Regions from separate parts of the Mus musculus genome. Here regions 1, 2, 4, 5, 6 and 7 are each linked to region 3. Evidence: chromatin contacts called from public Hi-C and promoter capture Hi-C data. All regions are on one chromosome and are shown on one strand. Each heading gives the region's core, a stretch centred on a gene start, on an enhancer-like site or on the middle of the called end of the contact. The rest is flanking DNA. Distances are from core to core; before and after follow the strand shown.

What was found. Promoter capture Hi-C pulls out the DNA fragments that hold promoters and counts their contacts. A called contact is a pair of places that touch in the nucleus more often than the background predicts.
Region 1: a promoter capture Hi-C map of hippocampal neurons shows a contact between it and region 3, with 11 times the contacts expected there. The contact joins the promoter of Dcun1d4 here to the promoter of Pdgfra in region 3. A contact is called at or near these places in 4 of 39 promoter capture datasets (3T3-L1-derived adipocytes, embryonic stem cells, hippocampal neurons and 1 more), 1 of 484 Hi-C or Micro-C datasets (embryonic stem cells) and 3 of 115 datasets of contacts at active chromatin or transcription factors (astrocytes, embryonic midbrain and forebrain).
Region 2: a promoter capture Hi-C map of hematopoietic stem and progenitor cells shows a contact between it and region 3, with 4 times the contacts expected there. The contact joins the promoter of Clock here to the promoter of Pdgfra in region 3. A contact is called at or near these places in 1 of 39 promoter capture datasets (hematopoietic stem and progenitor cells) and 1 of 9 other capture datasets (adipose tissue).
Region 4: a Hi-C map of uterus shows a contact between it and region 3. The contact joins the enhancer-like site here to the promoter of Pdgfra in region 3. A contact is called at or near these places in 12 of 39 promoter capture datasets (the 3T3-L1 cell line, 3T3-L1-derived adipocytes, the HPC-7 cell line and 8 more), 3 of 484 Hi-C or Micro-C datasets (embryonic fibroblasts, embryonic stem cells and uterus), 7 of 115 datasets of contacts at active chromatin or transcription factors (bone marrow-derived macrophages, craniofacial prominence, embryonic forebrain and 3 more) and 2 of 9 other capture datasets (adipose tissue and liver).
Region 5: a contact with region 3 is called in a promoter capture Hi-C map of liver, with 4 times the contacts expected there. The contact joins the promoter of Lrrc66 here to the promoter of Pdgfra in region 3. A contact is called at or near these places in 7 of 39 promoter capture datasets (the C10 cell line, embryonic stem cells, hippocampal neurons and 2 more), 1 of 15 datasets of contacts at CTCF or cohesin (pro-B cells), 13 of 484 Hi-C or Micro-C datasets (B cells, the N1E-115 cell line, cardiomyocytes and 7 more), 5 of 115 datasets of contacts at active chromatin or transcription factors (embryonic forebrain, embryonic stem cells and pancreatic cancer cells) and 1 of 9 other capture datasets (liver).
Region 6: a contact with region 3 is called in a promoter capture Hi-C map of embryonic stem cells, with 6 times the contacts expected there. The contact joins the enhancer-like site here to the promoter of Pdgfra in region 3. A contact is called at or near these places in 10 of 39 promoter capture datasets (the 3T3-L1 cell line, 3T3-L1-derived adipocytes, the C10 cell line and 5 more), 3 of 15 datasets of contacts at CTCF or cohesin (embryonic stem cells, large pre-B cells and pro-B cells), 4 of 484 Hi-C or Micro-C datasets (cardiomyocytes, cerebellum, embryonic stem cells and 1 more), 9 of 115 datasets of contacts at active chromatin or transcription factors (astrocytes, craniofacial prominence, embryonic forebrain and 5 more) and 4 of 9 other capture datasets (adipose tissue, liver, macrophages and 1 more).
Region 7: a promoter capture Hi-C map of embryonic stem cells shows a contact between it and region 3, with 4 times the contacts expected there. The contact joins the enhancer-like site here to the promoter of Pdgfra in region 3. A contact is called at or near these places in 4 of 39 promoter capture datasets (embryonic stem cells, hippocampal neurons and liver), 1 of 484 Hi-C or Micro-C datasets (myocytes), 2 of 115 datasets of contacts at active chromatin or transcription factors (embryonic forebrain and pancreatic cancer cells) and 1 of 9 other capture datasets (pancreatic islet).

Annotation. Positions count from the first base shown.
Region 1 is chr5:73,488,670-73,492,374 of GRCm38.p6, forward strand. It overlaps Dcun1d4 (DCN1, defective in cullin neddylation 1, domain containing 4 (S. cerevisiae)), which reads left to right and starts at 2,357. Exons shown (of 11, transcript NM_178896.5): 1 at 2,357-2,522. The coding sequence starts at 2,498.
Region 2 is chr5:76,303,387-76,306,808 of GRCm38.p6, forward strand. Clock (circadian locomotor output cycles kaput) reads right to left here and starts at 1,406. Exons shown (of 23, transcript NM_001289826.1): 1 at 1,269-1,406; 2 at 38-116. It overlaps Gm7467 (predicted gene 7467), which reads left to right and starts at 1,490. Exons shown (of 1, transcript NR_152171.1): 1 at 1,490-2,141.
Region 3 is chr5:75,150,410-75,153,919 of GRCm38.p6, forward strand. Pdgfra (platelet derived growth factor receptor, alpha polypeptide) reads left to right here and starts at 1,842. Exons shown (of 23, transcript NM_011058.3): 1 at 1,842-2,048.
Region 4 is chr5:73,880,991-73,884,257 of GRCm38.p6, forward strand. No RefSeq gene overlaps it. Among named protein-coding and RNA genes, the nearest start is that of 1700019F05Rik, 30 kb to the right of the region's middle. Within about 2 kb of position 1,306, at least 28 of the 459 cell types and tissues checked have an H3K27ac peak or open chromatin away from gene starts, as enhancers often do. A contact at or near this core is called in adipose tissue, craniofacial prominence and uterus, where this site is marked.
Region 5 is chr5:73,630,974-73,634,571 of GRCm38.p6, forward strand. Lrrc66 (leucine rich repeat containing 66) reads right to left here and starts at 1,448. Exons shown (of 5, transcript NM_153568.1): 1 at 1,418-1,448. Sgcb (sarcoglycan, beta (dystrophin-associated glycoprotein)) reads right to left here. Exons shown (of 6, transcript NM_011890.5): 6 at 1,776-3,598.
Region 6 is chr5:73,944,607-73,948,054 of GRCm38.p6, forward strand. No RefSeq gene overlaps it. Among named protein-coding and RNA genes, the nearest start is that of 1700019F05Rik, 33 kb to the left of the region's middle. Within about 2 kb of position 1,690, at least 22 of the 459 cell types and tissues checked have an H3K27ac peak or open chromatin away from gene starts, as enhancers often do. A contact at or near this core is called in embryonic stem cells, where this site is marked.
Region 7 is chr5:73,417,944-73,421,112 of GRCm38.p6, forward strand. Cwh43 (cell wall biogenesis 43 C-terminal homolog) reads left to right here. Exons shown (of 16, transcript NM_181323.2): 7 at 1-258. Among named protein-coding and RNA genes, the nearest start is that of Cwh43, 13 kb to the left of the region's middle. Within about 2 kb of position 1,533, at least 16 of the 459 cell types and tissues checked have an H3K27ac peak or open chromatin away from gene starts, as enhancers often do. A contact at or near this core is called in embryonic stem cells, where this site is marked.

The sequences.
Region 1 (3,705 bases), core at 1,107-3,606, 1.7 Mb before region 3:
ACTCGAGTTTTTAAATACTGCTTTGTCCTTGGGTAGTTCGATAACTTGGATTAGATGCTTAATTCCTTTGAACTCCCGGTCTCATATTCTTATAATGAGGAAGTTGGATTTGGAATCTCTGAGGTTCCTTTCAGATATAAAATTCCCCAATAGTCGTCACCCACTTCACTCTTAGGAACAGTGAATCAGTGTCCACTGTTGGAAGCCACTGCACTGCACTAAGTGCCGGGGGACTGAAAACAGTCATAACAAGTTCCCTGACCATGAAGATTTATACTCTTATGGATGGTTGAAATGTCTGGATGATATTCACAGAGCATCGTTTAGTTGTTTTATTATTCATGAGACTTGTGCAGTAGTGAGGCTCAGCCGACTAAGAAAGAGTACTTCCTCTCAGTTCTCTAGCTCTAGCGGACTGTGATTGGCCCTGACACCTTGCCTCTGACTGTCCTTGGTGGAGGCCACTATTTGGAACCTACACACTATCCCCCTACCCCGATCTGGGTAAATCTGTATTTTACTTGAAACTGGTCAGACTGAACCTAGTGGAAACAGCTGAGAACCAGCATAGGTTAGAATTCTGTTTATTTATTTATTTATTTTTCCTGGATACTATGTGTCAAGGAAGTGCTGAGAGCAGGGAGAAAGCGAACTGGCAGCAGGTCCTTTAGGTTTAATAGTCTCACAACCATAAAGTTTGCTGCAGATAAATCAATATAGCAGATTAATAACTAATATAAATCACGGGCTTATTTTAATTTACAAGTACCAAGAAGTAAACCTCTTTTCTGTGCAAAATAATATGGGAAACAAAACTCAAACACAACAAATATTATACATAAGAAAGTCTCAGAAACACGAATAAACTGTAGTTCTTACTATATTAGGCTGAAATCAGGAACAGAATAATGAACACAAAAAGACTTTGCCCAGAATAAGCACTTAAAAAAATATAGAAGCTCCCAACCCAGGAGCCTACAAGTACCTTCCTTTGTTTATGAGACTTGGCTAAGACTCTGTCCTGTTAAGGAGACCCAAAAGAATGCTCTATGAAGAGTTCTTGTCTTCAGATGCAATTCTGATATTTTGCAATTTGATGAAGTGAATCATATGCATTTGAATGACAAATATGAAAGATTGCGTTATTGGGATTCAATTTAATTACAGAGAAATAGAGGGCGATGAGATGGAACATATCACAGTAACAAACACAGTGATGTAGATAACAAGGACTGTAAGCTGTTTTGCGCTTGTAACATTTGTCCGGATTTCAGAACTCTACAACTCAAGAGCCTGGGCTGTAGAATTCAGAATCCTAACGCAGGACCCCTTTGTTATCTTTGGTCATATCATCCAGTGCGTGTGGCGGAATCTACAGGCTGTCCAGGCTGTGGTTGGGGCAAGCGAGGTTTGGACATGGAGTGTGTGTTTGCGGTGGGGGCGGGGCGCCCACCCTCGCACATCTCAGCGTTATTGCATTACCTGTGATTGTGGAGAACTGGTTTTCAAGTACTGAAAAACTCCAAGAAACAACAAAAGCAGTATTTAGGACACTTAACAATCACAACCCCATTAACGCTTCCCTCTGCTAAACAGCGGTTTGGCCAGGTTCGACTTATGTTTCTTAGACTTTTATAGTCAGGGGACCTGGCTTATCTTGGTGTCAGGCTGACCCCAGAGCCTAATGTGGCACTAGGTTTTTCTCTCGCTGTCTGGGGACCGCAGAGGTGTCTGACGTTCAATGCCTGAAGCATTCGAAACCTTTGGCGCAAGTAACGCATGACTCTGAATAATTGACTCTGAAAAAGAGGCGCATTTCCAAAGTTGAGGACAGAAAGGTTGTGGCATAAAGGGGAGGAAAGCGGAGATATTTTTCTTCTTCTAATTTTCCGCAATGGGAAACGATTGAGGAGAACCGGCGGGACCCGGGCGCGGGCAGTAGCGGGATCTGGCCGATGGCCTCCCAGGGAACACCAGTCCCTGTGGGCTGGAGCTTGGCTCTAGGTCCCTCAGGCTGCTTTGTTTCGGATGCTTAACCCAGGTTCTCGGCTGGGCTCTCGGTTGGTCTCCCGCTCCAGGATCCGCCCGCCACAGGGCGGGGCTTCAGGGTCAAGGTGGACCAATTCCCCAGTCTCGCCCCTCCACGCGCTTTCGGACCCCTGAATGACTGACAGCCGTTGGGTCCAACCTGCGGCTCCGAACAGTGGCCTCCACCAGGGGCGGTCGGAGGCGAGACGCCGGGGCCAATCACGTTGCAGTCTAGGGGGCGGGGCCTCCTTGCCAGCTGCAGGCGGCGCAACCAGCACTTCTTCGGTCAAATGAGAGCCGAAGAGGGGCGGTCCCCCGGCTGGGGTCTAGCCAATGAGAAGGGCGGGATGGGCGGGCCGGAGAAGAAGCCGGCGGTCCTCTGTTGCGAGCTAAGGTTTGGGGAGTCGGTAGGGGGACCGCGAGTGGAGCGCGGGAGCCCGGGCGGCAGGCGGGTGTGAGCTGCCCGAAAATGCACTCGGATGCTGCAGCTGTCAGTGAGTAGCACAGAGCCAGCGGGCCCGCACACCGCGTCCGCTCCTGCGCTCCCTTCTCCACTTCTCCGGTTCCGATCGCGCTGGAGTCCCTGGCCCGGGAGCGGGTTGAACCCCTCCTGGAGTCCGAGGGCCGTGACGCTGCGGGCGGCTGGGGCGGGGGCAGGGGCGGCGGGGAGGGGGTGGGGACTGGCTGGCTTTCCGCGGTTGGGGGAGGGGGGACATTCTGGAAGGCCGGGGGCCGAGAGTCGGTGGTGCACGGAGGTGGAGACGGCGGCGGGCGCTGGCAGCTGGGGTCGGGGGTGGTACGAGCGGGCAGGGAGAGGGCCTGCGGTCCGAGTACAGGGTGAGGCTTGCGGGGCCCGAGCCGTACGGTCTACCGGGGAAGGCGGGGGAGTGCGAGGGGAGAGGGGGCGGGGACAATGGGAAGGAGGGCTGGGGGCGGGGGCGGGAACAATGGGTGGGGAGCTGGGGCAGCGGCCGGGCCGGTGAGGGGATGGGGGGTGATGTAACGGGGGCCATGGAGTGGGAGACGCCGCGGTGGGATGGGAGAGTTGTGGAGTCCGGTGTGCGGGACGGCGGTCGGGAGTGGGGAGAGGGCTTGGGGGGCAGGTGTTGGGACAGGCGGTCCCCGGAGGAGTGGATGGCGGATAGGACTGCTGTGCAGTTTGGGGGCTGGGACAGGGGTCGGGGAGGGTGTGCGGAGTGAGTTAGGAGGAAGAGTAGGTGGGGAGAAGCGGGGACTGGGAGGGCTGTCATCTTCGGGTACGGTGCTCTTGGGGCGGGGTGGGGAGCGTTGGACTGTCCATTGGGGGAGGCGCCTCCTCCCTGGAGAGGCCCGGTTCCAGCCTAGGAGGGGACCACCATTGAGCCTCGGGGTGCACTGAGGAGAGGGGGCGGGGCCGGGTACCCGGGAGGTGTCCCGAGGCTGGCAGTAGCCTCCGCGTTCGGCGAGCAACGGGGAGCGAGGTCAGCGCGGGCTGGGGTTACAGGACCGGGAGGCCGCTGTCTGCGAGCTGACTCGACCCGCAGGGGTCCTGGAAGCGGGGTGGAGGAATTGGCGTAAGAGGTTGTCGGGGTCCCCGGCGGTCCGTAGGTTTGGCAGTGTGTGACGCAGTTCTCTAATTTCTGGCCATCAGGTGTAGAGGCTGATGCGTCAAGACCTGTTACCTTGTACGGAGGGCCG
Region 2 (3,422 bases), core at 156-2,655, 1.2 Mb after region 3:
CTTTTAAAACTACAACAATGCAATCAAGGGAAATTACCTTGCTGGTGATTTTGGGAATCGTTGCCCTAGTCCAATCAACAACGCCTGTAAAAGTTTCTTCTTGTGCTTTTCTTTCACTGCAATAGAAAACACCAGAGTCTGTTGTTTTTAAAGCATCTAGAAAGGCTTCATGCAGTGTGTGGTTCGGCATTGCAATATCAAAACACCACGGCCTGATCTGTCATCTGTCAGGTCAGAGGCCAAAGCTCTTCCTTCATCTTTCAGGATTCTGCTGACTACCTCGGACTTCCACAGCGGCAGAAAACACCCCACAAAGATACAAACTTCGTGGCGCTACTCCCGGTACCGGGACAGCCAGGACCACATCCAGGACGGCCAGCCCCACAGGCAGAGCGCGGCCCGGCGCGGCGCACGCGACTCGAGTCGGACACCCGGGGCCCAGAGCAGCCCGCGGCCCGAGCCCCGGAACCAGGACCATTAACGGAACCAGCCCTGGGCGGCGGCGGCCGCCGCTCGGACTGCGGATCCCGGCGCGCGCCGGCCGCCGCGAGGGCGGGGGCTCCGCGGAGGAGCTGGCCGCCCCAGCGCCCCATTGGGCGCCGCTCCAAACGTGCCCGAGTGGTGACAGGAATAAAGTGGGTCACAAGGCCTAGCGGGTCCCGGGCGCGAGCGCTCTCGGCGGCCGACTCGGCCTGCCCCGCGCTAACCCCGCGCCCAGTCTCAAGCGCGACGCGGCCCCGGAACCCCCGGGGCCCGCGGGACCCACCGCGCCCCCCTGCCCTGCAGGTAACCCCCAGCGGCCCCGGGACACTTGGCGCAGGCCCGGCTGAGCGCGACTCTCCAGAGCTCCGCGCTCTCCGCGTCCCCGGACCCCGGCCGCAGCTCCTGCCTCCCGGCCTGGCCCGCACCCCCTTGGCGCCCCGCGCCCTGTTCCCTGCCCCGGTCCCACACACTGCCCCCCGCGCCCTCCCGCGTCCTCACCGTGCCTGAGGCTCCGGCTTCCTCCCTCCCCCGCCCGGGACTCTGCCCGCGGCGGCTCGCGACAGCCGAGCGGCGACAGCCGGGACACGCCACGGCTCCGGGAGCCGGCAGCACCAGGGGCGGCGAGTGCGCGCCCCCGACCCACCCCTCAAAATTCACCGCTACCGCCGCGCTCCTCCCCCTCCCGGCCTTCCCCTCCTCCACGGAACCCGGGAGCACGCATGCGCCACCCAGGCCAGCCGCCCGCCGCGCGCCGGGCCGAGGCCCACCCGGTGGGGCGCACTCACCGGGAGCGCGTGCGCGGCGGCGGCCAGATTTCCTTCGCGCTCTCGCCGTCCGGGGTTTCCTCTCTCCAGCCGGTAGCCGCCAGCCGAGTCCGTGATTGCGCTGCCTCCCGGCGCATGCGTCGTGGGCGCGGGGCTCCGCGGCCGGCCAGGCTCTGCACTCGCCCCTCCCCTCGCGGCCGCCTTCCCTCAGCGCGCCGGGCGCGCATGCGACTTTCCCCGTTAGGCAGCCCCGAAGCCGCGCCTGGGGATCCCGGGCACCCGAGGAAATCCCACTCTTGCAGGCCGGCGTGAGCTCGTTCCACGGCCGCCGAGGGAAGCCGGGATGCCCCGAGGCCCCCTTCCCTTCGCAGGCCGGGAGGCGGGGCCTAGCGGAGGGTGCGGCCGCCCGCAGCGCCCTGGGCGGCTCGCGGTTCCCCGGGATGCGGCGCTCCCAACCAGTGGGAGCCGCCGCCTGGAATGGTGCCTCTGTCCCCGGGAAAGCAGAGAGCTTGGCCTACGCCAAGTTAGACTTCTCCAGCCCAGTGCTCGGTTTCCTCTCCTGGAGGTTCGTGGGATGCCTGGGACTCGGTTTCCCGGCTCCTAGAGACACGCTAGGCTGGCTGCTCCCCGAGATGGACCTGGACGACCCAAGTGACCTCGGCTGTAGCCAGGGAAGCAAAAGGTCGGGATGTGTTTGCTCCTTTTATGAAAAGGCAGGAGGCACTGCAAAAGATGAGCATGGCGCTACGGATGAACCAGGACCCTAGTTTACACTGGTTTCTTAGCTACTGCACCCGAATTACTGGGAAAGAAGCTAATTCATAGCAATTTCTTTTAAAAATCAACTCGTACAGCAAACAGAAGGCAATAAATAAACCTATACTCTTTAGCTCCAAAAATCCTGTCTACAAGGTAATGTTTGTCTCAATAAGAATTAAGTTCTTGGTGTATATTCAGGAAAGAAAAAAAAAAAAAACCAACTTCAAAACTAGGAATTAGCTGCGATCCCCCCCCCCCCCCCCCAGCAATGTGAACTAGGAGGAGAATCCTCAAATTCCTGGCTACGTAGCCAGAACCCTGCCAGGAGAATCTTTCCTTGGCAGTCTTTGTACCGTTTCGCCATCGAAAGGCACAGTTTCTGCTGTCCTAATCCATCTGCTGCTCGCTTAGGTTCACGTCCTTTGAACCCACCCATTCTCCACTCTGTCCTTGTGGTCCAGGCAGGACACTGTGGAGGAGGAAACCTTGGGTTCTCTGTCTCAGGCTGGCAATTACTGCCAAGAAGATTGTTTCCCAGTGAACCTGATACTGAAAGAAAATAATCTTTTCTTGTGTGACTAATGAAAGAGCAGGCACCACGAAGGGAAAAACCAGAAAACAGATTAAAACATGGTGATATAGCCTAGATGCATGAGCGCTGAAATCGATGTGGGCTAGATTCCTTTGGAAAGTTCAGTTAAAGTAATCAATAAACTCGTGAATGTGTTTGTTTTATTGCTTAAAACCAATAAGAGCTTTTCTGCCATCTACAAGTTAGTGTCTTGATCACTGGTAGTAAAAAAGGGGCAGGAGGTAAGGGTACTGAGGCTGGTAAATAGGTTGCAGCCAAATGAATTTGAATGCTTTCCCTGGGTCAAATGTTTTGGCTTTATTCATTCTCTTTTTCTATTATAGTTCCTCTAGTGTGTGTATACACACTATATACATATATAATATATATACATATATATATATATATATATATCAAAATGACCTTTGCCCCCTTTAATGGTTTCATTGTCCTCTTAGTCACCTGTGACTCCTCCCTCGCTCACATTCTCTGTTTAATTATTTACCAAGACCTGTTGATAATCCCTTGATTTTCTGCTCAGTCCTCTGTCACTGTCTGACTATTTCCCACGGTTCAGTTTACGACTTTTCCCTCATTTAAAAAAAAAAAGTTTTTTTTAATTTCCCAACTTTAACACTGTGTTTCCAGTAAACAAAAGTTTTGCCTCATAGTTTCATAAATCCTAAATCTAGGTTCCCAATTCTAAACCATGGCCTTAAACACCATGTGCCTTGTTGTCATTTAAACTAAGTGTTTCCGGTTCTCTTTTCAACTGTCTTTTCATCAAGTTATTCATCTGTGAAATGATGTAACTTCAAGTTATTCATCTGTAAAAAAAAAAAAAA
Region 3 (3,510 bases), core at 592-3,091:
GAGCCGGCCCGCTTTTCGGACTCCTTTAAAACGGCTCTGAAATGAACTGTGAAGTTACCATTTGTGGGAGGAGAACGCAGGGGCCCTGCTTGAGGCAGGTAGTGGGATTAGAGCTGGTAGGGTGTTCCTTGCAAAGCAGGCTCTCCTCTGCAGACGCTCAGCCCCAAACTCACCCCCTCCTTGGGTACCTGCTACAAAAACCTAAATCTTGACTTGCTTTTAACAACAGATGAAAGCCCCCCCAACCCCTCGCTCCGTGTGTGTGTGTGTGTGTGTGTGTGTGTGTGTGCAAGCCTGTTCGCAGACCTTACCATCCTGTTCATTATCTACAAACATTACGGTATCCTGCTAGCATTCCGAACAAGGGGCTGTTCATACATTTCGCCTTCAACGGTTTCCTGAAGGAACATGTGGAAGTAATAGTGAGCAGGGCAGTCACCCGAGCTGAAGATACACCAGAGGCGGGCGTGCAGAAGGGCGGAGGAGAATTGGGGCTCTCAGCCCAGCTCCAGGCATCCTCTTCCCGAGCCTGATATCCCCACGGTCGGTCCTGTCCCATTTAGGGACAGCACTCGGCATTTCGGGGAAACCTCTGTGATTTACGCCAGAGCCTCAGGTCCACTATAGTGGTGAAATAACCGATGGTTATTCGACGTTTTGTTATCAACCTGGTCACCTTGTCCATTTTAATTTTGATGTGTGAGATGGAGGTGGTGGTGGTGGTGGTGGTGGTGGTGGTGGTGGTGGTGGTGGTGGTGGAGATAGAGGACTTCTCACACCCCCCCCCCCACACACACACACCAAAAGCATTCAAAAATAGAGCGCAAGTCGAAGGCCCTCCCTTCCCCCACCCGCTCCGGGAAGTCCCGCTTCGCCCAGGTTTGGTTCCTGGAGTGTCAGCGCCCCCTTTCCCTCGCCAGCAGGATCGCCGTGTCCCAACTGTCTCTCGCTGGGTGTCTTGGGTTCCCTGGTTTGTGGCTCAAACGTCCTGAAAGCTTTCCTAGGGTACGTCGCGTGCGACCCACTCGGAAGGGTGGAATTTAGGAGGATAAAAATCCTTCTGCCATCAAGATGCAGAGGGCAGGCATTTGGTAGTCACGCCTAGCCTGAGCGTTTTCATATGAAGATAGAAGAAGCGAGGACCAGATAACCCCCGAAAACAAAGGCAGGACCAGATAAGTGGCTCCGAAGGGATAAAGGTCGTTCTTTCCTTCTTCCGGAGAACATCCCAAAGGTACGCCGAGCAACCGTTATTTGCACACCGCCTCACAATCCAGCCTTTCAAAAACCCATCATCTTCCTATTAGACTCCACAGTTTCCTAATCCCATTAAAGGATTAGCAACTACACGGCACTTTCCCTTAAGACCCCCAGTTCAAAACGACGCAGCCGCGTTAGAATTTCTCCCCAGGGCCATATTTCTAGCGAGGCCCAGACTGTCTATAGAAAGGATAATTTGAATTCTAGATTTATATTCGTTTTAGAAATGAGCAGCAATTTTACGTGTATTTTCTTTTCGAAGAGAATACAAAACAATAGCACCCCCACCCCCAAATTGGGAAGTCAACTCATTTTGGAAATGATGGCTGTTTGTAGTTTCCTGAAACCTCTTTCCCGGCAGAACGTCAACACCTCCCCCTTCGGCCCCCCACCCCACCCCATCTGGTTTGCTCCCCCCTCCTCGTTGTTGTTGAAGTCTGGGGGTTGGGACTGGCCCCCCTGATTGCATAAGAGCAAAAAGCAAAGAAGAGGTCTTGAGCCTGAGAGAGTCAGAGAGCAAGGAGTCCTAGGGAAACTTTTATTTTGAAGAGACCAAGGGGGGGGGGGACTTCATTTCCTGACAGCTATTTACTTTAAGCAAATGATTAGTTTTTGGAGGACGGACTATAACATTGAATCAATTACAAAATGCGGGTTTTGAGCCCATTACTGTTGGAGCTTGAGGGAGAGAAACAAACGGAGGAGCTGCGGGGAAGGACTGGAAGCTTGGGGCTTACTTTTCACTCCGGGTATCGGATTTTCTTTGCAAATTGACATAGAAGGAGAAGGTAAGGGAGAGGAAAAAGTGACTTTTGTTTCTCAAGAAGGTCCCTGATCATAACTTGGGGCTGCAAGAAGCTAAGTAACTTCAAATTTTGGGCAACGAGGAAAACAAAAACAAAACAGCTGAGTTCAGTGGTGTGTCCAGAAAGTAACTTATTCTGAATAAACTTCACTGGAATGGGGGGTGTGGGGGGGTAACCATTAGAGAGTCAAAGATAAAAAAAAAAAAAGAAAAAGAAAAAGAAAATGAAAAAAAATCCAGACCTATTTTTAAAAGCAATGTTTTTTTTTTTTTCCCTACACAATCCTATAGCCTTCCAAAGAAATTGTTAGGCTTACATTTTTGAGGTTTTCCTCCAGGGTGGGGGTGGCGTTCGTGCTTACTGGGACGAACACCAAGTAACATTGGGGGGGTGGAAGCCGCGGCGCTTGGCCTCTTGGCAGTGGGTCACGGAAGAGGACAGGTTTTTAATGAGTATTTTCATTCGTCGCCCGCGGTTTGGCGGGACTACGCTGTAGCGGGTGGTGCGGCGCGAAGCTTGGGGAGGGGGCGCACCAGGAGAAGTGTGTGTGTGGAGGGGAAAGGGGCGCCGAGTGGGGCGCGGGAAAGCGCTAAGAAAAAAGGGAGGTGTGAAGGGCTCGGCTGGAGGAGGTCGGACCTCGGATGCCGGCCGGGCACACTCGGCGCCAGTCGAGCCCTCGTAATTACTGGACGGCGCTGCTGTTGGAAACATCTGGGGCCAGACTTGAGCGCGGCGGTGGCGGCTGCAGCACCGTGAGAGGGGCGCGCGGGCGAGGGGCGCAGCTCCAAGGGTTCCGGAGAGATTGGAGCGAATTACTTGGGTGCTAGAAGCCTCGGGCGGAATCCGCAGTGCGCTGGGATCGTGCGCCTCTCACTCCAGCGACGGAGGCAGCGGCGGCAGCGGCGGCGCGGACGAGCGATCTGGAATAATGACAAACACATTTGGCCTCGAGTGAAGAAGTCGTCCTGGCCTCGCATTCCAGCAACTGGGATTTGAGGAATTTCAAACTGCACTCCGAGGGGCCCTCATTGTGCTCCGTAGTCCCCACCCCCACTCGGCTCACTTGCGTCTCCAGTGGAGTCTTTTCTGCACGGCCGGGGGTTGGGGGGGCCTGGCTCTTGCTTAGTCCTGGCCGCAGGCAGCAAAGAGGCAAGATCCCTGGCTAGGAGCTGACCTCTTGTGAAGAAGTCAGGACATCTCTGAAAGGACAGACGTGGGTGCAGGTAAGCAGAAATGTAAGAGGCCAACCACCCTCGCCTCCTGCCTACGGAACTCTGGGTGCTTCTCTGCCCTGGGATGATGGATGCGAGGCACTGGTCGCCTGAACGCAACCTTTCCAGTGCCCCCCCCCCCCAACTTTCCTCCCAACGCTCAGTATCCTGCAAAACTCAGGGGCGGTCTCCGCGCAGCCTTCCCTCCTTCACCGTTATTCCCTTGGAAATCA
Region 4 (3,267 bases), core at 56-2,555, 1.3 Mb before region 3:
AATCACAGCTTCAGGCCATGAATTCTGGAGAAACACACTGAGTTCACAGCAGAGCATATCAGGCAGTTAGCTGGCCTGTGTACTTGACTTTCTGCGACTCTGCTCTCCTGGCACGTCTTGCTGATGGCCTTGAGAAATTCAGATTGCTTTGGGTTGTCAGAGCATTAACTCAGATGATGGGGCAATGCTGTAGAAAGTGACTCACAGAGAACAGTTCTTGCTTCCTCTCTGCTTACCTGGGTTTCCTGCGCTGTTCTTGCTTTGTCTCTCAGGAGGGAAAAAAGGATAACCTAAAAAATGCAGGACACTGAAGCTGTTGAAAAGCTAACTCACTCTCCTAGAGGTCAGACCAGACATGAGATTCCTAAATCAGACTCTACCAAAGACTTTGTAAAGAGAGAACAGAAAGAACTCCTGTATATTTGCATATATGCTACCCAGCAAATATGCTGGTGAGTATTTTTAAATAGTCTACGATATTTAATCTTCACAATAACATCTTCTAATCCTCTAAATTTCAAATGAGGAAATTAAATTCAGAGACATTATTGGTGACCCAGGCAAGACCACACATCTGGTCAGAATTTGAAAGCCGGTCTAACCATGAAATGTAATTGTCGGAGACTTCTGAGAACAAAGATAAATAAATATTAAGAACCCATTGCCATCCTGAGAATTCAGTAGTTGGAGGATGTATAGATGTTAAAGAGTTATTTGAATTCTAACAGATAGATACTGGTAACCAATTCAAATAATTACTGTAGTCTTAAAGTTTCTTTTATTTGAACTGAGATGGAATAGAAACCTCAGTGCTCATAATAGCAAGACATAGGTCAGTTGGGACTTAAAGTTTCTTAATAATGTGGGCTGTGTCCAGTACTAAAACTCAGGGGTGGGACTGACTGAATCAAACTAGATGGCCCCTAATTAAAACCAAATGTAAGTCTTTGACAAACACAATTAGTACAAGTTGCACTCAATAGAAGGACAGATCATCATGGCTGTGTGAGGGCAAACATCTGGATGTGCAGCCGGGTGAGAGGCCGAGCTGAGTCACCCATGTTTGGACAGCTGGATCATATCATATTTAGGGCAATATCTCCTCACCCCTACACTCTTGCTTCCCACCAAACAAAAATAATTTACTTCTCCAAAGCAGCTCCAGGTCACCTGACCCCTGCTGGTACACAGAGTTGAGACCAGAGGCTCCACTTTGTCAGGCTGCTGACCTGCAGTCTGGGGACTACTGGGGTTCCAAAGGAAGCTGGACGCCTTCCAAGTTGCAGCATTCGTGAGGTTTTGGCAGTGACTGTCTCTCTTGGTCTACGAAAGGACAAACACATGTCATCCTGGTGCTGTTCTAATTCTTCCTGCTCTGACTCAGAGAAGCCAGCAAGGTTAGATGACCTGAAGGAGTATCTGTCTTATCGATAAGGTCTTGCCCTGTTGCCCGGGCTGTTAAATCATTTCAGGTCTGACTACTGGAAAGGTGCTTAGCTTACCACCACACCCCAAATGAGGTGGTTCTGTTTTGTTTTGTTTTGTTTTAATTTACAACAATTGAAGCTCCCTGTTTAAAGTGACATTCTAGAATGTCCTTGTTTTCCTTATGCTTTACTTGATCCCTGTTTGTTTAGTTTGTTGCAACAGTAGGAAGTAGGAAAGAGATACAAAGTGTCTTTTTCTGATTGTATATTTCATATACAGGCTTGACTGTGGGGTTGTTTATTAGCGTTTTCAATGTAGTGTTGATCATTATAAAGAGTGAATAGAAATGAATAAAATATCTCATAAGAGACTGATTAAATAAATCATAAATCCATAACTACAAACTATCAAAAACTGAACTTACAGAGAAATCTTGAATAGCATATTAAGTGTTCACAATAAAACTATGAAGACCTCAATGGGAAAAAGGAATGTTCTAGAGAGATAAAATGGAAAGGGGGGATGTTGTGGTGTGGATATGGTTTGCATGTGCCCATCAAGGCTTGGTGTGTTGACATTTCTCCATTATAGATATTGCCTAATAATTACAAGGGCGGTGACTTATTCCAGCTACCTGTTGGGAAGGGTTCTTTGGGAAGAGAATAGAACATCAGCATTACTGGTGCCTTTCTATAGAGGGGAGGTGAGACCAGAAGAGACAGACAGTAATAGATATGCACTCCCTTGTGTTGGGCATGCTCTGCCCTGGGCTTCCTTAGGACTCTGCCAGCAAGGTGACAATCCTGAGATCTGGGCCCTTGAAATTCTAGAATTGTGAACTAAGTAGATGTATCTCTTTATAAGGTTACTGTAGTGGTTTGAGTAGAAATGTCCCCTTTAGGCTCCTAGATTTGATGCTGGTCACCAGAGAGTGGCACTATTAGGATATATGGCCTAGATGGAGGAAGTGTGTCACTTGGGGTGGGCTTTGAGTTTCAAAGACTCAAGCCAGGCCCAGTGTCTTCTCTTCCTGCTGCATGCAAATCTGGATGGAGAACTCTTAGCCACTCTCCTGTGTGCCACCAATGCCCCCCACCATGATGACAATGGACTAAACCTCTCGAGCTGTAAGTCAGCCCCAATTAATTAAATGTTCTCCTTCATAAGAGTTGCGGTGGTCACAGTGTCTCTTCAGAGCAATAGAACCCTGCCTAAGACAATTCTCAGTTCCAGAGCTTTTACAATGATACTGAGCAATGGGATACTAACAGGAGACCCAGAGGAGAGATGGAAAAATCATGAAATGGCAGGCAGAAAAAATTAGATGTGACCAGATATTTTGGTGGGAAGCACTGTTAAGTTCCCAGTAAGAAGCTAAGATATGTGTGTATATATATATATATATATATATATATATATATATATATATATACACATATACGTGTATATATACACACACATATATGTGTATATATACATATATATCACATACTTATATATTTATATACATATATTTTATGTACATACTGTATATATATTCACACACACATAGATAGATAGATAGATAGATAGATGATAGAAACTTTAGCTATGTTAGCCTTACTCCCAAGTTTAACAAGTTTGTGTATGTGTATATATACATGTATGATATACGCAGATATAAAATATATATGTGTGTATATATACACATACATATACACATATTCATACATACATATGCACGCTCTGGGCACTGGAAGTAAGAATGACTGAACAGAATTAAGGAGGATGGTGGGACCTCGTTCCAGCACTAGAGGCCTGAGTGGTAAAAACCTGGTCTAGCAGCGCAGGAGTAGGGGT
Region 5 (3,598 bases), core at 198-2,697, 1.5 Mb before region 3:
CAATATTATTTTCCATATGCATTTTTTTCTCCTTCGAAAATTTTAAGTGTTTCTTTAATTGCCTATAGTCCAAATTCCCAAGGTAGGCATTCAGAACTTTCTATACCACAGCTACCTTGATGAGGCCCTTGCAGGGCAACGGCAAGCCGTGGCCTGGGCTAGGGATGCATGTGTCTACCTCACAGTAAAATGAGTTTTGCGTCTGCCTCTAACCCACGGTCAATGCCACTCCCCTCTACGGTCTGAAGAGTGCACATCCGTCAAGTCTCATCTCAATTTGTAGGGTCTGAGCCTGCCTTTCTCACAGTAGCCAATGCTTTCTTCGCCTTTGCTTTCCCGATATTTTCAGTAACTACTGAGTGAATGCATTCAATTCCACTCAGCTTGACAGAATGTCAATGCCATCACACATTGTTAGCACAAAAGGGAAAGGAGAGCAAGTAGCCCCCCCCCCACCCCCCCCCCCGTGTGCCTCCTAGAGTTAAGGCTCTGGAGCCTGTCACTGGCTATGCTTTCTGCATGAATGAATGCACAGAATGAAGGACATTCTCACTGCAACTTCTAAACTTTTGTTTCATGCAAGGTCAACTCTCCCATCTCTCAGAGGGCATCTAAATTTAGGTACATAAACTGCAAAGGTGCCCTACCTACGGCAAGGAGTAAATTATAGTATGCCCCTTACGCAATACCAAAAGCTGAATTCATTTTCTTGGTCAGAGAGAGATTTATTTTGATGCCAACGCTGCAATCATTGTGCATACAACTGGACGTCAAGCTAATGTAATAGTAGCAAAAAAATTACAGCGATCATACTTATGCACATTCTTTCAACTCTGAAGAAAAAAATGGGGTTCAAACATACATTTTTAAAATGGAATATAAATGAAAGGTTTTTATAGTCTGGCCTTTTTCGAGGTGAAGAGATTGATACGTGAATAGATTTGCACTAAAAACAGGCAGATTAGTATAATTTTATGTCTGAGATGAAAAGAAGCATTATATTACATACAAATGTCTATGTGAGGTAAAAACCAAAAAACCAAAAACCAAAAACAAAAAACAAACAAAACAAAACAAAACCCAGAAAACAAACAAACAAAACAAAAACCCAAAAGCCCAAACCACCCACCACCACCACCACCACCACCAAACCCCACAAACGGGAGAACTCCAGAGGAAAGTACAGGTAATTAAGTAGAAATTGACTTTTGAGACTCGTTTGGGTTGAAGTGTGAGGAAGTAGAAATAACTGGAGAACGTGTAGTCGGAGTGAGACCGAGAAGGTAACAGGAAAAACGGAAGTAGAGAAAAGATGAATTCTTCTCTAAGAAATTGGAAAAAGAAAGGGGAAACAGTGGATAGAAGCCCTTCCGGAAATGAGGCCCAGGAAGGGCAGGACGCTGCTCCGGGGGCCTACCTGAGGGTCCTTAGGTAGTTTCTAACTGGTCTGTCTCCAGCTGATCCAGCCAGGGGAGGATTTTAAATCTGTGCCCTTGAGACTCCGCCCACCTTACCCAGCTCTGCAGCCAGCCCAACCCTTTCATCTCTGGGCTCCTCCCTTACTGAGTCCACACCCTTTCCTCGGCCACTCGGAGAGAAGCCTTCTTCTAAGGCCCAGAAGGTGAGAATCTAAACTGAGATTGGGCGGCTCTCTACCTCTGCCTGCAGAGAGGTCGCATAAGCAGGTCTTGATGCTCCAGTCTCCAGCCATATTTAGAATCTGTGTGTTTGTGCTAATGTAGATGCTCATTAATAAAGTCACGAAGAAACTGACCGCCAAGTTCACAGAGCTTTATTGTAAACAGAGGTCATCAATCTGAAATACATAGGTATATTTTTGTGTGGCATAACTTGTAAACTTTGCCCCTCTTGATGTCGTTCAAAAGATTACCATGAGCAGCACTTTAGTGGTCTCCTCTTCATCAAGTTAAAAACAAGTTTTTAACTCCTTTAAAAAAGCAAAAAACAAACAAACAAGAAAACACAAACCACTCATCAAAAACAGGTAGAAATTCTACCTTTCATCACCAAAACTATCACACAAAGTTTATTTTGCTTCTGTCACAGTGCAAGAAGATTGCCACCGAAGAATATTTTAAAAGGTTGCCGAGTCGGCAGGTAGCTCCTGCTTTGTGTTGTGTATCCCCCACCCCCCAACCTCTCACTGGACAGTCTGGAAGGGGTCTTCTTTTTATTTCTATCTCTTTGCATTGATATTCACCTCTCGAATACTGTCTGTTAAATGTGTGTTTGCTTTCCTCCCTGGGTCCTTCCTGCACCTACCTTCCCCAGCGCTGCAGTAAGTCCTCTCAGTGTGCTATGTTCAAAACCGAAGAAATGAACACATGAGAAGGCATACGCCCCCTGGTGGCCAGATTTAACAGTGCCGCTTCACTGTGCACCAAGCTCCGCTTCTCTGCTTTCAGGTCAGTGTGTCAGAGGGTCTACCCAAAATGCAGTCTAAAATAGCATACCTAGTAACCACGCGCTTTACAGAGCAGCAGGATATGCTCAAACTTCAAAGTGCTCAATGGAGATGTATCAAAACACAAGTGTTTCCCACAGACGTAAAAATACACTTTTTTCTCATGAATTGTATTCAGTAAATAATACTTTGTAATATAGGGTTCTGTGGATTTAGTAAAAATATTTATTTAAAGAAATTCTCAAAACAAATTTAAATAGAACATGAAACAAATGTACAATTTAAAAATACACTGAGCATGGACATGAGAATTCCAAGCGTGATTTTTCTGAGCATTATTTAGTTATTAAACAATACTTGAATATATCCAGAGGTATAAATTGCTCTCTTTCTTTACATCTAAAATCTGCACTTAGTGTCTGGTCTCCAGTCAACTCTCACCTTAGCCTGAGTTCACAGTCTATAAGGTATTTCATTTTTTCATTTGACAGAATTGTGACAACAGTGAACACGAATTGTTTTATGTGCTCATTTTTTACCCACACAGTTCTAAGTGACCATGACAGAGTACCAACATCCTTCTCTGTAGCTAGGCCCATGGTGCCTCCCTACTGTCTGCTTTGGAGCTATGCATTATTCTTCATCCCCAATCCCATGTTTCTTAGTAATACCAAGAAATTCCTTTTAAATCAAGTATAAACTGTACTAAGAATCAACTGGCTTGAGGGCTGTAATTAATTAAAATGAGACTGAGGTGAGGAGCAGAGATCAAGGTTTTATACCTAGCTAAAATGACCTGCGTCATCTTTCCAGTTAGCACCCTTTATTCTCGTGTATATTAATTTCTAGGCACACACAGAATTCTTCTAAAGGGTGATGCTGGTATGGGACACAGGAGGAACAACCTCTGGACAGCAGGACCTACTGAGGCCTAGCTTCCCCCCTTTCCACTGAGCTTCCCCAGGGTTTAGGGAAAAGTATGCCAGCTTCTCTATAACTCATTCAGGTACTCCCACATGACAAGCAGACCAAGCTGGTCTGTCTATTGAATGACATCTTAGAACTGGCTCAAGAGAGTTTAAAGTCTGACAGTGATTGGTCATGTTTTTCTAGCATTGGCATTTTAACTAGAGTAGCACACATGCTTGTTTTTTTACCTGTTAGGTGAATTAG
Region 6 (3,448 bases), core at 440-2,939, 1.2 Mb before region 3:
AACATTGTGGCATGAAAAGAGGGTTATAGGCCAAATTCTAGGAGTCTAGAGATTGTAATAGTATGGCTGAGACATCAGGAAACAAAGGAGATGTTTTGAGGATGACTTTTATCAGAGATTTGGTTTCCTCGAGTGTGTTACATCACTCCTGAAGTGATGTTGTCCGTGTGTTTTCCATTTCCTTTCACAGAAAACCACATTCTATGAGAACGGAATGTGTTGCTCACTACTGTATAACAGGCCCTGGTATATGGTGACTTTTTGACATGTATTTGTGGGATGAATGAAATAAATAACAAATGAAAAAGATTGAGGCAACCCTTGCCTTCTTACTATGTTCAGCTTTAAGAATGTTGTGTGTGCTGGGGGGAGATGGGGTCAATAGTTAAGAGCACAGACAGCCTGCTCTTCCAGAAGACCTTGTTTCAATCCCCAGGATCCAAAGCTTGCCTCCCAATGATGTATGACTCCAGTTCTATGGGACCTGATACTCTGTTCTGGCCTCCACAGGCATCAGGCACACTTGCGATTCACAGACATCCATGTAAACAAAACATCCATACACATCTTAAAAGGATGCTGCCAGATGTTGCCAAGGAAACCTTTTCTTGAATGAACAAAGAGATTGTGACATGGGCTCTCTGTGGCCTTATTACAATTTTATCTTAGTCTGGGGAGACAGAACACCACCCAAGGCACAGGAAGATGTTTTGTTACTTATGGATAATCACCAAAGGACAAAAGAACCTCAGATCCCTTACATGTGTCCCCAAGGCCCAGGAAATCTTCTTGGGGTACATCGTCTTAATTATACATTTCCTGTGCAAAGCAGCCCTCCCAGGACCTTATACCTCGGGCAGTGCAAAATGCTATGCCCAAACTTTGAAGGACCAAATACATCAGGCAAGCTGTCCTAGTTAGAGTTTTACTGCTGTGAACAGACACTATGACCAAGGCAACTCTTATACGGACAACATTTAATGGGGATTGGCTTACAGGTTCAGAGGTTCAGTCCATTATCATCAAGGGGGAAGCATGACAGCATCCAGGCAGGCATGGTGCAGGAGGAACTGAGAGTTCTATGTCTTCATCTGAAGGCCTCTAGGAGAAGACGTGGTTAGAAGAATGGTCTCACCCCTACAATAAAACACTTCCTCCAACAAGGCCACACCTACTCCAACAAGGGCACACTTTCTAATATTTCCACTCACTGGGACAAGCATATTCAAGCCACCTCACAAGCTAACATGTGACCTTTCACCTAAGATTCATACAAAGAGGGAGACCGGAGGTTGTGTGAGACACTGGGCCTATCACCTCGACAGATAATCCTAGTCTATATCATCTTAATGTCCCTGCCACTGATATTTTTGGCACTGTATGGGCACTTTCCCCTGGCAGATCTGCATCACTGTATTGATCCAAAGTCCAATCACCTTGGCTCTCTTTACATTGTTTCATTTTTCCCAATGATGGAAATCAAACCCAAGGCCTTGCCCATACTAGGCAAGTACTCTGCCACTGAGTTATTTCCTGAATCCTTGACTTTTTTTTTTCCCCAACAATGTTCCCCCTGTGTCATGGCTGGCTCTGTGCTGTTTGTATTTTGATGCTAATTCCTCTCTCCTGGGAAGGGCTACCGACAAGGAGTGAGTCATGCTCAGGTGACTTCTTGTGATCCAATCCCCTAATGAATAAAGGAGCCAATCACTGGGTGAGTAGGCGGGACTTCCTGGTTGGAGAGGGGAAGAGAGGAAGCAGGAGAGAGTTAGGTCCTTTTTGGATGGGGATACCATGAGTACAAGATGTAACCAGAGGACAAGATGTAGCTCCGAGTGTCTCAAAAGTTTCAATGGTGGATCTGCCAGGAGTAGCCACTGGAGGATTTAGATTTAATAAGGCTTACAAGCTTAGCATTTTAGTTGTTGTGTCCAGCGATTGAGTTTCCGTCGTTTTTGAACTAAGTTTGTGTTGTGTTTTCCTTCACGAGGCGGCTCGTCTGGGTTCAAGAGAGAAAGGTATGGCAGCAAAGCATGGGTTTGCCTGAGGTGGACCACAAAGGCTGTAGGGGATTTGAAGCATGGGTTTGGTATGGTAGCGACCTGCTGAGTAGAGAGGTTTTGGAACACTGAGTCAGAGTCTTCATGAAATAACAAGTCAGCCATTGCCGGCCAGTGAACAGTCTAGCCAGGCTGCCAGGGCAGAGGGTTGCCTGCACTAGTAGGAGAACCTGCCAGTTCGTGGGTTTTTTTGTTTGGTTGGTTTTTTGTTTTATTTTGTTTTTTGTTTTTTTTTTTTTTTCCAATATTTCCTGCAATGTCCCTGTGTAGCCCTGGCTGGCTTTGAACTGATTCTCCTGCCTCTGGCCTTGCTTGTGCTGCGATGATGGGTATGTGTTGCATTTTCAAATCCTAGTTGCTCTGTAATCTTTCCCCACTTTCTATGGCCTACCATAAATATCTGAAGGCTGGCACATGACTTGAATGTTGAGACAGTTGTTCGTTAAGATGTTAACAGTTAAGTTTGAAGTTTACTAGAGAACTTTTGATGACCATGCCATGACACCAAGCAAAGCCATGGCTGTTCTGTGAAGTAAGGACTGAGAAACTGATATAGATCATGAATCGTCTCGTGTTGGATGAATTCTGATACTGTGGAAATGTCAGGCCCAAATGCATAGTTCTATGCTGATGGCCTAGCTCCCTCTTTCACAATAGAGCCATAAAGCAATTTTGATAAAATGGAAAATACATATCTTGATTCCTGGCACATGGCTCCTACACCTCTGGATGATATCAGAAAGGTTACTTCTGACTGGTGGTAGTACATGCCTATGATCCCAACACTCAGAAAGTAGAGTCAAGGGGTTTCTATAAGTGTGAGGCCAGCCTGGTCTACATACGTTCTAGGACAGCCAGGGCTAGTGGCATAGTGAGACCCTGTCTCAAAAAAAAATTTCTACATGATAACGAGAAACCTGTTGGATGGGTGCCCCCCAGATAGATTTAGGACAGGGACTCGTCACCAGCAGGTCCACAGAATAGTTTTCTTTTACCTCCCCAGTGAACCATGCACTGCTCAGATATGAGACCATCCCCTCACAGCAATTGCCCTAAGGAAGCAAAGATCTGTGTCTTGTGCTTATGTACTGTTTTGTGGTTCACAGTCTATGATTGTCCTTCTGATGTCCTGACCAACCCTTCCACAGAGGAGAATTATACAGAAATGTTACTACAAGGAAGTAGGGCTCGTTTGGACCCGTCTTGGAAGTCACCCACCCAGAGCACTCAGATATATTTTCCGAGAAGTGATGGACTGCTCTGATGAGTCGTAAGCACTGTGAACTCGGTCCACTCCGTCTCATCTACCATGAGAACCTCGGTATCTAGCAATGCCAAATACTTTATAACATTAGTGCTTTCATTCCGGGGGACTGTAGATGAAAGTA
Region 7 (3,169 bases), core at 283-2,782, 1.7 Mb before region 3:
GAGCAGCTTCGGCCATGGGTCTCCTCTACCTGCGCACATGGGCAGCTGCTGTTTCTGGATGTGTCCTGGCAGTCTTTACGGGGTCTATGTGGCCTCAAGTACTTGGCCATCTTGTGAACTCAGGGAAAAACTCCGGAGAAGCCATGGCCACTGGCATGATCCTTTATGTTTTACAAACATTTTTCTGTGCCTGGTGCACAGCGTTTAAGTTTGTTCCCGGAGGTGTCTACGCTAGAGAAAGATCTGATGTGCTTTTGGGTGAGTACACACTAACAGGTCCAGTTAAAGAAACTGACCCAGGTTCTCTAACACTGGCCAAGACCCAGGTTCTCTAACACTGGCCAAGACCCGAGTTCTCTAACACTGGCCAAGACCCAAGTTCTCTAACACTGGCCAGGACCCGAGTTCTCTAACACTGGCCAGGACCCAGTGTCTCCTGTGATGGCTGGAAAGAGGTACAAGGACAAGGACATTCCATGTTCTTGGTTAGATAGACTTTAGGTAAAGAAAGCTCAGAAGGATGTCAAAACTGGGGTGCTGCTCCAATTAAGTACACTTCAACAATATTTACTTGCCTTGCTGTTAAACTGAATAGTGCAAGCATTTAATCCCATCCTTTTGGAGGCAGAGGCAGGTGGATCTCTGTGAGTTCTAGTCTGGCTCAGTTTTTATGTTGAGTTCCAGCATGGCTAGGGCTACACAGTAAGACTGTGCCTCAAATAAACAAGCAAATAAAATGAACTAGTTGAGAAAAAAAATGTCTAAACCATAGTAAAGCTTGTGTATAAACATTAGTGTTAGAAACTCACCAAAATTCAATGTTCATAAACTTATTTCACATTAATTAATATGTTATTTAATTATAATTAATTACTAAAATTAATATGTTAAATGATTCATTTAACTAGGTATGATTCCTATTTTATTTTAATTTCCTTTATATAAATATATAATTTGTTACATATTTTATTTATTTTATATATAATTACATATTTATTATATAGTAAATATAATTTATTATATTGTTTAATTATTACATAATAAATGTTATAATAATTAATGTGTTAAAAGTGATTTTTTTCTGAAAAAAAAAGAAAATTACTGATTTATAGCAGGTATTTAGAAAATCAACCCTGTCAATACCTCCCTGTCTTTCTTCCTTTTGTGACAGAGTCTTACTTTGTAGCCTAGGCTGGCCTGGAGTTCACTCTGTTGATCAGGCTGCCCTTGAACTTATGCAGATTCTCCTGCTTTGGCATCCAAAGTGCTGGGCGTATAGATGTGAGCCATTAGAACTGCCCACCTCTTTGATATGGAAGTAAAGAACAGCAAGTCCTTCAGCAGTAGAACCTTAGAGAGAGGGGAGACTTCGTGCTGATCCCTATCAGCAGTTCTGGCTTGTCCACACTTCCAGTTTTATACTCGTCCATTTATTCTCATAAAATCATTCACTGTGCACGCACTATGCTCCTGGCACAGTACCAGGTGCTGGAGCTGAAAAGCAGGGAGTTCCTCCCTACCCGGAACTTTGCTGGGATGTGGGGAGGGACCATTCATAGGTAAAACAGTAAACGAACCCTTAGGACATTTCCAGGGCATGCGTACACGACGGGAGAGGCGTGGCTCCCACTACAGATCTCCCAGTCACTGCATCTCATCATAACCAATCTAGACCTCTGCCAGGACAGGCTGCTCTGGAAGATTCCCCGCTAAGTGAGACAGGATCTTTGAGGATAAGCCTTTGAGAATTCCCTATTTCCATTCTCGGCTGCAGCTCTTAGAGGAGCGTATAGCCAGCCACACCCCAATTCCTCCTAGATCCTTCTCCACCTCCCTACCCACTCAACTTCACGTTATTTCTCTTTATTAAAACCAACCAACCAACCGTTAAAAAACATGGGGTCCGATTTGTATTGGCCTGGACATGCGACCTACCCCGAGTGTGGCTGATACAGAGCGTCACTCTATTGAGGAAAATTGATTTCTCCTGCTCCCAGTAGATATCAGTTAGAATCAGCTTCGGTAAGGGGTGGAACTTTATGCCCAGTTTCTCACATTTTCTCTGCAGCAGGTGCCTAGCTTTACAAACTTTGTAATTCTGTGGTTTCTTTCAGGTGGGTCTACTCTGTCGGGCTCTGCTCTCTCCCGAGTCCTGCTTTTTTCTTATTCCAGCTTGCTCAGGGTGCTGACAGGAGTAAGTAAGAGCTGTGCTGTGCTTGCCTTTGTTGCGTTGGAGCTCTGTGAATGATGAGCTAGGCTAGCTCATTCTCACTACGCCTAGAATTGGGGAATTGGGCTTTATTTCAGTTTCGTGCAAATGAGGACCTTCTTTAGTGGAAGAGGCATGGTTACAGGGCAGGGAAAGTTGGTAATTTTGAGTAGGTTTCTACAAAATGTCTTTACTTGTTCTTTGAGAATTTCATACAACATATGTTGGTTATATTCTTTCCCTTTCCCCAGCTCCTCTGAAAGCTTCCTTCTCCTCTCCACCACCTACCCAACTCCACTTTTTTTTTTCTCTATATGGAAACAAACATAATAATAAAAAAAGACAAACAAAAAGTGCTCAAAAAGGCATGGAGTCAGATTTATGTTAGCCAACCACTCCTAAGCATGTGGCCTGCCTTGGAGTGTGGTTGATAATACCCAGTGTCATTCCATTGAGAAAATCTGATTTACCCTCTCCCTGCAGACATGCGGCAAGTGGCTTCTTGATTAGTGGTGGGACTTTGTGACTACTTCCCTGTCCCTGTGCTGGCATTTCATCTGCTTTGAACCTGTGAAGGTCTTGTGCATGCTGTCACAGTCTCTGTGTCACTCCTATCGAGTCTGGGAAGGGACTTTTTCCTTGGAGTCAGCCTGTTACAATATTTCTATCCCCTCTTCTGCATAGCTCCTGAGCCTTGAGGGGAGACGAGTGTGGTATAGGACATCCCTTTTAGGGCTAAGCACTATAAAGTCTCATTTTCTGTACATTGTCCAGTTGTGGTTCTCTGTGTTAATTAACATCTTCTGTTAATTAACATCTAAGAAGAAGCTTCTGTGATGAGGGTTGAGTGAGGCACTGATCTATGTATGGATAGAGCAGTATGTCACTAGAAATTATCTTATTGCTATGACCATTTGGCGGAATAATAGAAGTAGGTTTTCTCCTAGGGCCTGTGACCTG